2 separate regions of the Mus musculus genome follow, and region 2 is linked to region 1. Evidence: chromatin contacts called from public Hi-C data. All regions are on one chromosome and are shown on one strand. The core of a region is the stretch at or near the end of the contact, and the rest is flanking DNA. Distances in the headings are between cores, read along the strand shown. Region 1 overlaps Mtmr7 (myotubularin related protein 7). Region 2 holds the start of Asah1 (N-acylsphingosine amidohydrolase 1).

Evidence for each region. A called contact is a pair of places that touch in the nucleus more often than the background predicts.
Region 2: a contact with region 1 is called in a Hi-C map of adipose-derived mesenchymal stem cells, with 3 times the contacts expected there. The contact joins the promoter of Asah1 here to the enhancer-like site in region 1. A contact is called at or near these places in 1 of 484 Hi-C or Micro-C datasets (adipose-derived mesenchymal stem cells) and 2 of 115 datasets of contacts at active chromatin or transcription factors (both in embryonic stem cells).

The regions. Positions count from the first base shown.
Region 1 is chr8:40,594,459-40,599,878 of GRCm38.p6, forward strand. It overlaps Mtmr7 (myotubularin related protein 7), which reads right to left. Exons shown (of 14, transcript NM_001040699.1): 4 at 2,825-2,982. Among named protein-coding and RNA genes, the nearest start is that of Mtmr7, 38 kb to the right of the region's middle. Within about 2 kb of position 3,558, at least 82 of the 459 cell types and tissues checked have an H3K27ac peak or open chromatin away from gene starts, as enhancers often do. A contact at or near this core is called in adipose-derived mesenchymal stem cells, where this site is marked.
Region 2 is chr8:41,373,034-41,378,172 of GRCm38.p6, forward strand. Asah1 (N-acylsphingosine amidohydrolase 1) reads right to left here and starts at 1,664. Exons shown (of 14, transcript NM_019734.3): 1 at 1,477-1,664. The coding sequence starts at 1,551.

The sequences.
Region 1 (5,420 bases), core at 2,308-4,807:
CTGCTGACCTGGGTATATAACCTTCCAGTAAATGTATTTACCTACACAGTTGGTAGCCATCCAAGATGCTATCCAAAGGGTCTGAGTCAGACCTGGGGTAACTTATTGGGAACTGAGAAACATCAACACAGACACACCTTTTAAATATTTGGATCCTAGAACTTGCTTCAAGAAATGTATGACAAATGAAGTTATGAGCAAAGTAATTAATAAAATATCATAGAACATGTTAAGATTTAGCTGTAGGGAACTGAAGTTCTAATTTAGTTAAATTTAAAAATATGATTAAATTTAAAACAAGTCTAATTAAATATGAGGCTTAGATCATATTTTAACTTACATTACAAGGAAGATTGAGCAACTTTCCCCCCAATGTCCAGGGACTGAACCTGGGCCTCTGCATGCTGGCAGGTCTCTACCACAGAGGTACATCCCTAGCCTGACTAAAGTTTACCCTGTAACAGACACCAATCACTTGATCTAAAGAGAGGTAACTTCAGGGTTGTATATAAAATGAAGTCTGGGCTTACAGACTTAGGCAGCCATCAAGTGAGTGTCAAAGGTGCTTCATGGACAACAGAGATGACCACGGCAAACCGGCTGCAGGCCGCTCACACTCAGCTGACATCTTCTGTGTTGACTCGCAAGTTCTTCCCACTCCACCCACTTGAAAGGACTTGTGCAAAGTGTAAAATAACTCATAAAGCAAGAGAAGAAAATACCTATTTGTCTCAGTCTTAAACTCAAGGTTCACAGGAAGCGGGCTGAGATGAAATGTCCTCAGTGGGTGATGAGTCAGAACTTACTATGTAAGATAAGGGTTGTCCTATTTCTAAGCTGGCAGTAAATTAAAGATATTCCTCTGACATTTCTCAAGTCAGAAAATCCCCGAGGTTTTCACCTCTTCTGTCACAGCAGTCTGGAAAGGGCCAGGCTTACTGGGCTGGGAGTTTCTCTGGAAAAGAAATGGCAAGTGACACACAGCTTTCAGTCTGGGTGATGCAGGGCTCCGGTTACTATGCGCAAATGAGTCACATTGGTGGTTAATTCTAAGGGGAAAGTCATCAAAGCAGCAGCATGGAGAAAGTACCATTCAGTGGCTGTGCTTCACTCTCTCTCTCTCCTTCCTTGTTCAAGGACAGCTGAATAGTTGAGAAACAAAGACATCCGACTTCCTTTATAAAAGTCAGATTCCCCTTCACTCTCTCATCTTTCGGCTAAAACACTTGGTGCAAAAGTTGACTTTAGCAAGAGGGCAATCAGGCTAATGATACTAACCCAGCACTTCATGAAGATTATGTTAGGTATTGTAATTGAGTTTATGCATAATAACAAGGAAGTTTTATTATCATAAGGAACCAACTGTATCTCAAATAACCTGTATCTCTGAGATACTCTGGATAATAGTGAAAACCCACCTGACTTTGGGGCAAGGTTTAGTATCAAACTATAACAATCATAATTAGTAAAGATGTTAGCTGTAGCTCTTACACAGTGTCAAATTTAGACGATTAGCAACATATAAAAGCAGAAATCATGATTAAAATAAATGATTAGAACTGGGATGTAGCTCGGAGGGCAGAGTGTTCCCCTGGCATGTAAGAAGTTCTGGGTTCAATGTCCAGCGCCCCTAAGTCAGGTATGGAAGCACGCGCTATGCCCTAGCACTTTACATGAAGGGGCAGGAGGACCAGGAGTTGAAAGCCATCCTTAAACTCTGAGTTTGAGTTCAGCCAGAACTACCTGAGACTATCTCAAAAAAAAAAAAACCAAAACAAATCATAAATCAAAAGTTCTGAAGGTCAGAAAACATGCTGGGATGTATTCATAATAGCTACATGAGCAATAACAGTATCTATAAATATACACCGAGACAATCTTGTGAAACAAAGAAACAGGAATGTGAAGAGGAGACTCAATGTCACTACGAATGGCCACTAAACATGGGCACTGTTTAAATAAGAAGAGAGGCTGTCAAAGTATGTAACTGTGAAGGAAGGAAGGAAGATAAGACAGAAGAGTGGGCTTGGAGCACATCTCAGTGGTCTGCCATTGGCATGACAGGCACAGAACCCCGGGCTTGAGCCTCAGCATACACACCCACAAACACACTCCAGGGTTAAACTGGAAGAATTACCATCTCTCCCCGCCACCCCCAGTCTCCATCTCCCTGTTCTGGCTAAGTCCCTGGAGCACGAGGAATTAATTGTGACTTGTGAACTCCTCACTGGAGAGAACAAGAGGCTCACTTGGCACTCCTTCCTGGGAGGACAGGCACATTTTTTTTTTCACATCCCTCTAGGGAGCCTCTTGGTGACCTTATGTACCAATTGAGAATACAGTGAGCATATCAAGAGGCTGGTGCCAAACTGCCATCAGGGTCCCTCGGATTTCCACACTAATCGTCCCCTGTGCTATAAAAAGATGTGATGGGAGAATGAGGTCCCAGCCAGCTCTCTCATCAACTGTTGGCCACAAAGTCTGCACTGGGCGGTTCGGAGTTCACAAATGCTCACCCCTTAAGAGGAGGAGTATGGAGGGACGGTCTTGAGGGATTCATTCTAGGTGCAGTTGGAAGAGAAGGGCAGAATGGGCTGGGGACATAGCTACAGTGACAGATTACTCATGTGGCATAAGAGCCTGGGCTCAGTCCCCAGTCCTGGAGGGGGCAGGGACCAGCACAGTGAAAGAAATGGGGACAAGTCAGACTCCATCTACAAAGAGCTACAAAATCTAGAAGAGATAAAGGCTATCCCATGCTAACTGACTTGGTAACCTCATGAGAAGTTAAGTGTTTGTACTCCACTAAAATGGCGCCACTCACTCTGTAGTCTCTATTCACATCGCTGAGCTGCCAATAATTATCAGGGAGGCCCATTCGCTTGTATTCTTCACTAAGGTCAACCAGCAACCAGCCCTGCTCCCGTTCTTCCTTATCCAGCTTGGGGTTGAAGGAAAAGCAGTATAGCTCCTCGTACTTCACTGCAAGAGAAAGAGAGGACAGCCAAGTCAAGCCAGGTCAAAGCCAGAACCCATTTGCCCCAAAACCATTCTGTCCCAGCTGGAGTTCACCATCAGCCTCCCACCCCAGCATGGGGACAAGGGCACCCGGCAATGACAAGAAGGTCTGGAGGCATCTGCATGCAACTCGGAGGAAGCCTCCTTCCCCATGGAAAACACAGTGTCTCCTTGTTGGCAGTTTCTAAAATACATAAAGTATGGAGCATAAAAATAATTAAGAATGTAGGGATTCATCAGACATCTATCGTGTCTGGATTTGGAATGGGTTCTAAGAGATGCTTACAATATTAAGAAAGCAGAAACAAAATAGCTACAAAAGGTATGGATTTTTTCACATGTTTCCATTAAAAAGTCTATTTTTAACAACTACATATAATTGTATTGCTCTTAAGTTATTTATAGGCGTAATTAATAAAACCAGTTTATAATGCACAGCAGCAGCCTGTGCCTGGAGCCGGAACTGAGGGATGGACCAGGAAAGCCTTCCTTCAGCAGCATTGCCAGCCTCACGGTTTCCCTTTTCCCAGTAAAACCTAGCACTTGGCTCTTTTTGCTCTGGCCTTGCCTTATAAGGGAAGTATACAATTCAGCACACTGCCCGACAGAAATATCATGTCGCCCACACCATCATTACAAAACTTCCTGTTTCCACATTAAAAATTAAAAGGAAACTGAAATTAATTTAGTAGTATTTTAATCCACTATAGCTAATATGGTTACTTTAACGTGTATATAGTACAAAATATAGTACAGAATACACATTTTGTTCTGGCTTTTGGGACTCCACATGTAGTTGTATTACTACAGCTCAGGGACAGTTCTGTGGCCAGTGGCTACTGTATTGAAAGTGCAAGTCTTAACTCTTGAGGAGGAGGAAGAGGAGGAAGAAGAAGAGGAAGAGGCCTTGTTTTTATTCTAGATTTTGTTCTAACAGACCAATCCACCCTAGCAGGACACCAATGCTAATCCTCGCTTCAAAGATGGGAAAAGTACAGCAAAGGAGGCTGGGGAGCGGCGCTCACTCAGGGTCACAGAGCTGGGTCACACTCAGCATCATGGTGCCCCACGCACCCACACAGCAGCGCTCAGTTCTTCCCTATTTCCCCTCCTCCACCTAAACTTCCTGTCTCCCTCCTTCCACCATGTGCCTCCGTTTTCCCAGGTCCTCAGTGCTCAGCTTGCTGACAGCCCTCTGTGCAGACAATTTAAGGCTCCTGCAGGCCCTACACAGGATCTGGCCACCAACAAGGAGCCAAGGAAAACTCAGCTGCAAGCTTGTTTTGACTGCTGTTAAGATGACTCACCCACACGAAAGAAGAAAGGCACCGTCATGTTCTGAAGAAAGATAGGGGCGTTTTTAAGGACCCAATTGTTTTCGCCTGACCCATAAGAGGCCCAACTAGACAGACCTCACTCCACTTGAGTGTTCTTGATGTCACTTTTAAACTTTAAAACAGAACAGGCTGTGGATCAGATGAGAAAGGTGCACACTCACTCACAGACGAGACCTGTCCTATGAGCTACTGGGGAACAGCAGAGATGACTGCGGTCCAGTTCTGGGAACAGCTGTTCAACTCTGACCCATCTTTTCCATTACTGAGAACCATTTTTATGACACAGACTTCTGCTGCCATAATGCAGTTAGCAGATGCAATTTGTCAGAGATGCCAAATGGATCTCTTGAGACAACTTCAGCTCCCTGGTGGTAATAATGGAAGTTAAGCTCCCTTTGTTAAACGTTTACAAATGGGTTGAAGGTAGGAAGAGAAAAACTTGGCATGACTGACAGCTCTCTGTATGTGTGCTGATGCTGAACATCAAAACTGCACAAGACCAAGAGCTGTGAGCGGGGCCATCACCCTGGAGCTGGAAGACATTAGCCTAGGTTCACACGGAAATTATAAAATGTTTTCTTTTCTGTGGGGCATTTTTACAGAAAGGGATGCTTAAACAAACTCTCAGGCCCAATTTAAAATTCCATGAGGGCAAGAAAGCCTCCACATCGTTGTTGACCAAACCTGCATCTTGCTAACGTACTGTGCGTAAGTCTCCTATTCAGAAGAACTGCCCACGCTGTACATCGGGGATTACGTAATGTGCGTACCCCAGCACAGATGTAAATTTCACAGACTGGTTCCCATTTCATAACTATGCTTCCTACTCCACTGCTTATCATAAAATCAGACAAAAATTTTAATAGTCACCAGGGAAGGAAGATTTTTTTTTTTAAAAATTGGACTAAAAATGCCTAGGGCTATTGTTTACAGATATAGTCTTTAATTTTTATAATGACAAATTATAGGTATTTACTTATGAGGATCAGTGTGGTGTTGAGATTATTATTATTTCTGTGTGTGTATGTGTGTGTAGTATATGTGTGTATGTGAGTGTATGTATAT
Region 2 (5,139 bases), core at 414-2,913, 780 kb after region 1:
ATCTCTTGCTAAATCAAAGGATGCTCTGCTTCTACTCTCTACAACAAATCCTGGGTTACACTCAAATTCTCCAAGTATTTTGTTTAGAATTTGTTGTTACTTAACCCACGGTTGAAAAGGTCTATATCAGTCCCTCACATCAAACACTAGACCTAGTTTGCTCAACCATTATGTGTCCTTTGGTAATCTTTGGGCAAAAAGGCACAAGCTATCAAAATACTTAATTCTTCAACAATTCTTACAATCCCAACCAAGTTTGGTAAATCAATTCTTTATCTACACTAGAGCAAACGTTTTGCTCTTCCTTCAATCTTTTGTACATACTATGTGGGTTTTGGTCACTGAAATTACTCTGTATACCATTCTGCATTCTACTTTGTGTTGTGTGGTGTTTTTCAGACAAGGTTTCTCTGTGTCCATTGTTGTCCTAGAACATTCGCCTACCTCTATCTCCCAAGTGCTGGGATTTAAAGGCGTGTGCCACCCTCTGCCCTGATGTGCATTCTACTTTTATCTACTAAGTATCTATTCTAGTGGCTGGCTAATTTTCTCTCTCTCTCTCTCTCTCTCAAATTCAAAAAAGCATTTCTCCTTCTAGGAATAAAATTAAAAGAACTCCTGCTGCTCCCATTTCCAATGTCTTGCCTCTTTTCAAAATTCTTGTCATCTGGCACAGGTAAGGTGCATCCAGGTTCCTAGTTATCAAATCTGGCAACAAAACAGTCTTCAATTCTATAGCCTTTATAGAATCGATCTATGAAATGTCGCTGTCGGGCTTTGACCTAGAGGCTGAACTTAGAAATGTTTCTGGGAACAACGATGTGACCTCTGGCTACATTTTTCACTCCAGGGCTATACTTCCTCTTCTAGTAAATACAAGAATCATGTTAGTTCCTCACAGTCTCTTGCGGATATATAAAGTCTGTGGCATTGTGACTTGGTCGAGCAGCACCACGGTACAGACAGACATTCCATGCCTGGGCGTGAAGGCCACAGCCAGTACAGCCTTCTTAGGGGGGCGGGGTGGGGGTGGGTTCCCATCATCTGGGCTAAGACTGCATGTGACCCATAGCTTCCTGCGATGGTTTCTTCAGGAAAAAGCACTAGGTAACCAGGCAGAAAATACTACGGCCACCAGTCAATCGTTAGCTTTTTCTCTGGAGAGTTCCGCCTACAGTAGCTGGTAATCTCAAATATAAGATTGGAGAATGCGTGAATCCTACACAGTTGTTCTTGAAAGTTAGAACTTCCCTAAAATGTGTACTCGGTCCATACAGCAGCAAAGCCACTTAGCCCGGGGTTCACAAGCCACATTTGCACCCATACTCCGCGGGACCGAACCAGAGTTCCCCCGACGCCTCACGGAAGATACAGACCGCGAGCAGGTGTCCCTCACCCGCCCCGCCACAGCTGCGCCCACCTCCCCCTGAGCCCGCGCCTGCACCCCCATCTGTGCCTCGGCTGGAGCTCACCCACCGGCGGCACATCCTGTGCCTGGGCGCAGGTGACTGCCGCGGCTAGGACCCAGGTGAGAAGACTTTGGCCCCGCATCTTCCCAGCTGCAAGCGCCGCTCCGAGGGACTCTAGCAGCAGCTGCAGCAGGGACCACCTCCACCAGCAGCAGGCCGCACCCCAACGCGTGATCAGCGACCCTGGGCCACACCATGCACGGCAGGGGACACGCCAGAGATAGAGGCGCCGGGCCGAGTCCCTAGAGCGGAGTCCGCGCACAGGGCCGAGAGGGGCTGCGCCCCCAGCACGCCACGCAGTGGTTTCGTCCAGCCTTAGCCGCACCCCGGGGCGGGACTTCCAGTTTTCCTCTGGCCTTCACTCGTTTGGAGCGCGGGGGCCGGGGCAAGACGCTGGTGCTGGAGGATTTCTGAGGGCGGACGCCGACTGACTCGGGAGAGGTTGGCTCCTAGGCGTCGCGGTTCCTGAGCCCACCAAAGGGACAGAGTTTCAGAGCATAGCGTCAGACCTAGTTTGCCTTCTGGGGAAGGCTGGCTCCAAGTGAGTCACTCAATCCATCCATCCTGCCCGAGGGATCACAACCAGAGAGGACAAGTGTCAGGGTCAGAAGTTTCATCTCTCGGGTACTCTAGGTACTTAAGGCACTGCTAAATCCTAGGATTTAGATTTTAGTTTCTTGCTGTTATGTCCGGGGTTGGAGAGGTTGAAGGGGTGGGACCTTCATCGATGTATTTGTCGCCGCGTTACTCAACTCCTGTTTTCCTTTAGCTCGTGAGAAGCCAGTTGGTCCAGCGGACCTAAACCTAGGACAGGTACTTGGTACTTCATAGTCTACTTTGAAAAGCAGATAAAAGTGAAATACTTGCTTGGCTTTTACCTTGGACAAGGCTCTCCATAATAGGATGAGTTATCTAGAATCCAACAGGAAAAAAATGCCTCTAGATTTACATTTTCTGCTTCGACGACAGGCATCTCAAGAAGTTTGGAGGCTTTTAAAAAAATGCTTCTATAAAACTCACTCAGGACCATTAAAATCCTATTTTAATTCTCACCCCCGACTCCTGTGCTGGGGATCCGAGTATTTTTCCTTTTTGGTGTAAAAAACACCTAAATTTGGAGGCAAATGATAAATAAGTTGGCTTTTGTTTGTTTGTTTTTTGTTTGTTTGTTTTTGAGGAAGTTTAGATGTTGATACACAACACAGGATTAAGAAACACTTAGAGGGCCGGGCGGTGGTGGCGCGTGCCTTTAATCTCAGCACTTGGGAGGCAGAGACAGGCGGATTTCTGAGTTCAAGGCCAGCCTGGTCTACAAATTGAGTTCCAGGACAGCCAAGACTATACAGAGAAACCCTGTCTCAAAAAAAAAAAAAAAACAACAACAACAACAACAAAACAAAACAAAAAAAAACAAACAAACAAAAAAAGAAATCTTACTTAGGTAAGCAAGATTGGAAAATACTTACTTTTTGAAGGGGGACACTGAGGACTGTTTTAGACAGCAACCTGAGGCAGAAAGCTGTCTTCAGTCACTGACTCTGGCGTTTCAAACCTGCCTAGACAAGATAGCAAGATTTCATCTCCAAAATAAAACAAAACAGAATATATCAGGTCTCTGATGCAGAGTTTGAGGAAGCAACAAAAAGGCACAAAGTTCTTCCCTTATGAAACTTACTAGATGGGAAATAGCAAACACCAGGCATGTGAGGTTCATCTGTAAAATAGCAAGCAAAAGCTGTAAATGTTGGGGGATGGGGGGAGGTCGGGCAAGGAGTAGAAGAATGTAGAAGCTAGGAAGGGGATTGGAATTTTTAACATGCAGGCAGGGAAGACATGATTGAAAAGAGGAGGTCTGAACAGTAAGTGGTAGAATTAGTCTGATGGATGCGCAGGAGGATGCGCATCCTGGAGGGAGACAGGGGCTCTGTAGTGCAAAGGTAGACTAGGGAGACTGTGACTGAACAAAAGCTTTGCACCATAAAGTGATACATGTTTCAAGTTATGCTTATTCTGGTGGAAAGATTACACTTTGCAGATTACACATCAAAGCACTAGGCTGTCCTGCATAACTATACATTTCATGCTTTATGTATACGTTAACACATCTTTAGCAAGTGAAATGCTACGACTCGGTTTTTTAAATTATAGTACTAAGTTTAGCTACTTTAAGACTTTCATGCTCATTTCTTCATGCTAACCAAAAACTGAGAAAATAATGTATATCCTTTTAAATGCTTTCAAAGTGAAAGCATTTTTAGGAGATAAAACAAAATAGTAACAAAAGACCAAGGACATTAGACAGAGACAAGATTGTTATTTTTTTTTAAAGTGTACACTATGTTCAGCTACACTAGAAAAGCCCATGTGGCAGCCTCTGAGGAATGAGGGAGAAATAAGTTAGGTCAGAGATAAAGGAAGCAAAGCAGATTAAAGACAAGAGCCACTGTAAGGACTGGGCCTTTCCTCTGGGAATATTTAGAATGCTGAATACATATGGTCAATGATGAACCTGCTGAATTTCTATGAAGCTTAAAGTAAGTCTATCAGAAGTAGAGTATCCCAATTTTACATATCTATTACCATATCAAATGGCTAATTGATTAATTCACCTAAGTTACTATTGAGAGCATTTTCAACATGTCACCAAACGTATCTTTTATTTATGAAATAGTATTTTGTAGTTAGTTGATCTAACAAACTTAGATGCTTTGTAAAGAAAGTTCACATGAATTGGCATGATAACCTTATAAACCATCTTCATATAAATAACTTTCAAAGCCTACTATACACGTTGATTCTTTTCTTTTCAGATAAATTAAAACTTAAATCTACTTTCTTAATAGTATATCATATTATGTATGTCTTGCCTCACCGCAATATGTGCGCGCACACACACACAAACACAGACACATAGCTTTTATTTTATTTTTTTTGAGTGTGCAGTGAACATAGGGCTTTGCAAATGCTACAAAAGTTCACATTAATGACTTCTATCCTAGCCCTCTCTTACATTTTGAGGCAAGGTCTCACTAGGTTGGACTAGAATTTACTCAGCCTTTCAAGTTGCTAATATTACAGGTGTCTAACCTTTTTAAAAATCTACTCAATTCCCAATGCTACAGAAAGTCAAATCAAGATGTGTGGTTATAGGAAACTTTATAGGGGTTTAAGCATACTGGTATATTTAGAGAGATGATATTTAAATGTATTTGTGAATGATTATGTGTATAGAAAAGGTGATTTAAACTCTTCAAAGATGTATCAAGTCTGAGGATTGGATAAGCTGTTTAGTATTTGAAAGTCAGTGTAAGTATTGAAATTGTTTATAGGGATAGCCGAAGTTCTTGACAAGCCATAGACTTCTGAATCGCCTATGGAAAGTTCCTATGTTCCCCAGGTGGAGCACTGATTTAAAAAATTGTAACCAATTACCCACCCTAAATGAATATAGCACATGCTCAGAAGTATGACTTGATTTAATAAAGATTAAGTACAACAGTTTGTAGTAGAAAGTAAGAAATATGGAGATAATATTTCAGTTTGAAAAATAAATGCCTTAACAGAATAATTTACCACATATAAGTGTATGTTTCTTAAAAAGTCTAGAGGAAGTGGGGATGTTTTACACACCTGTACCCTAAGTCTAGAGGAACTGGGGATGTTTTACACA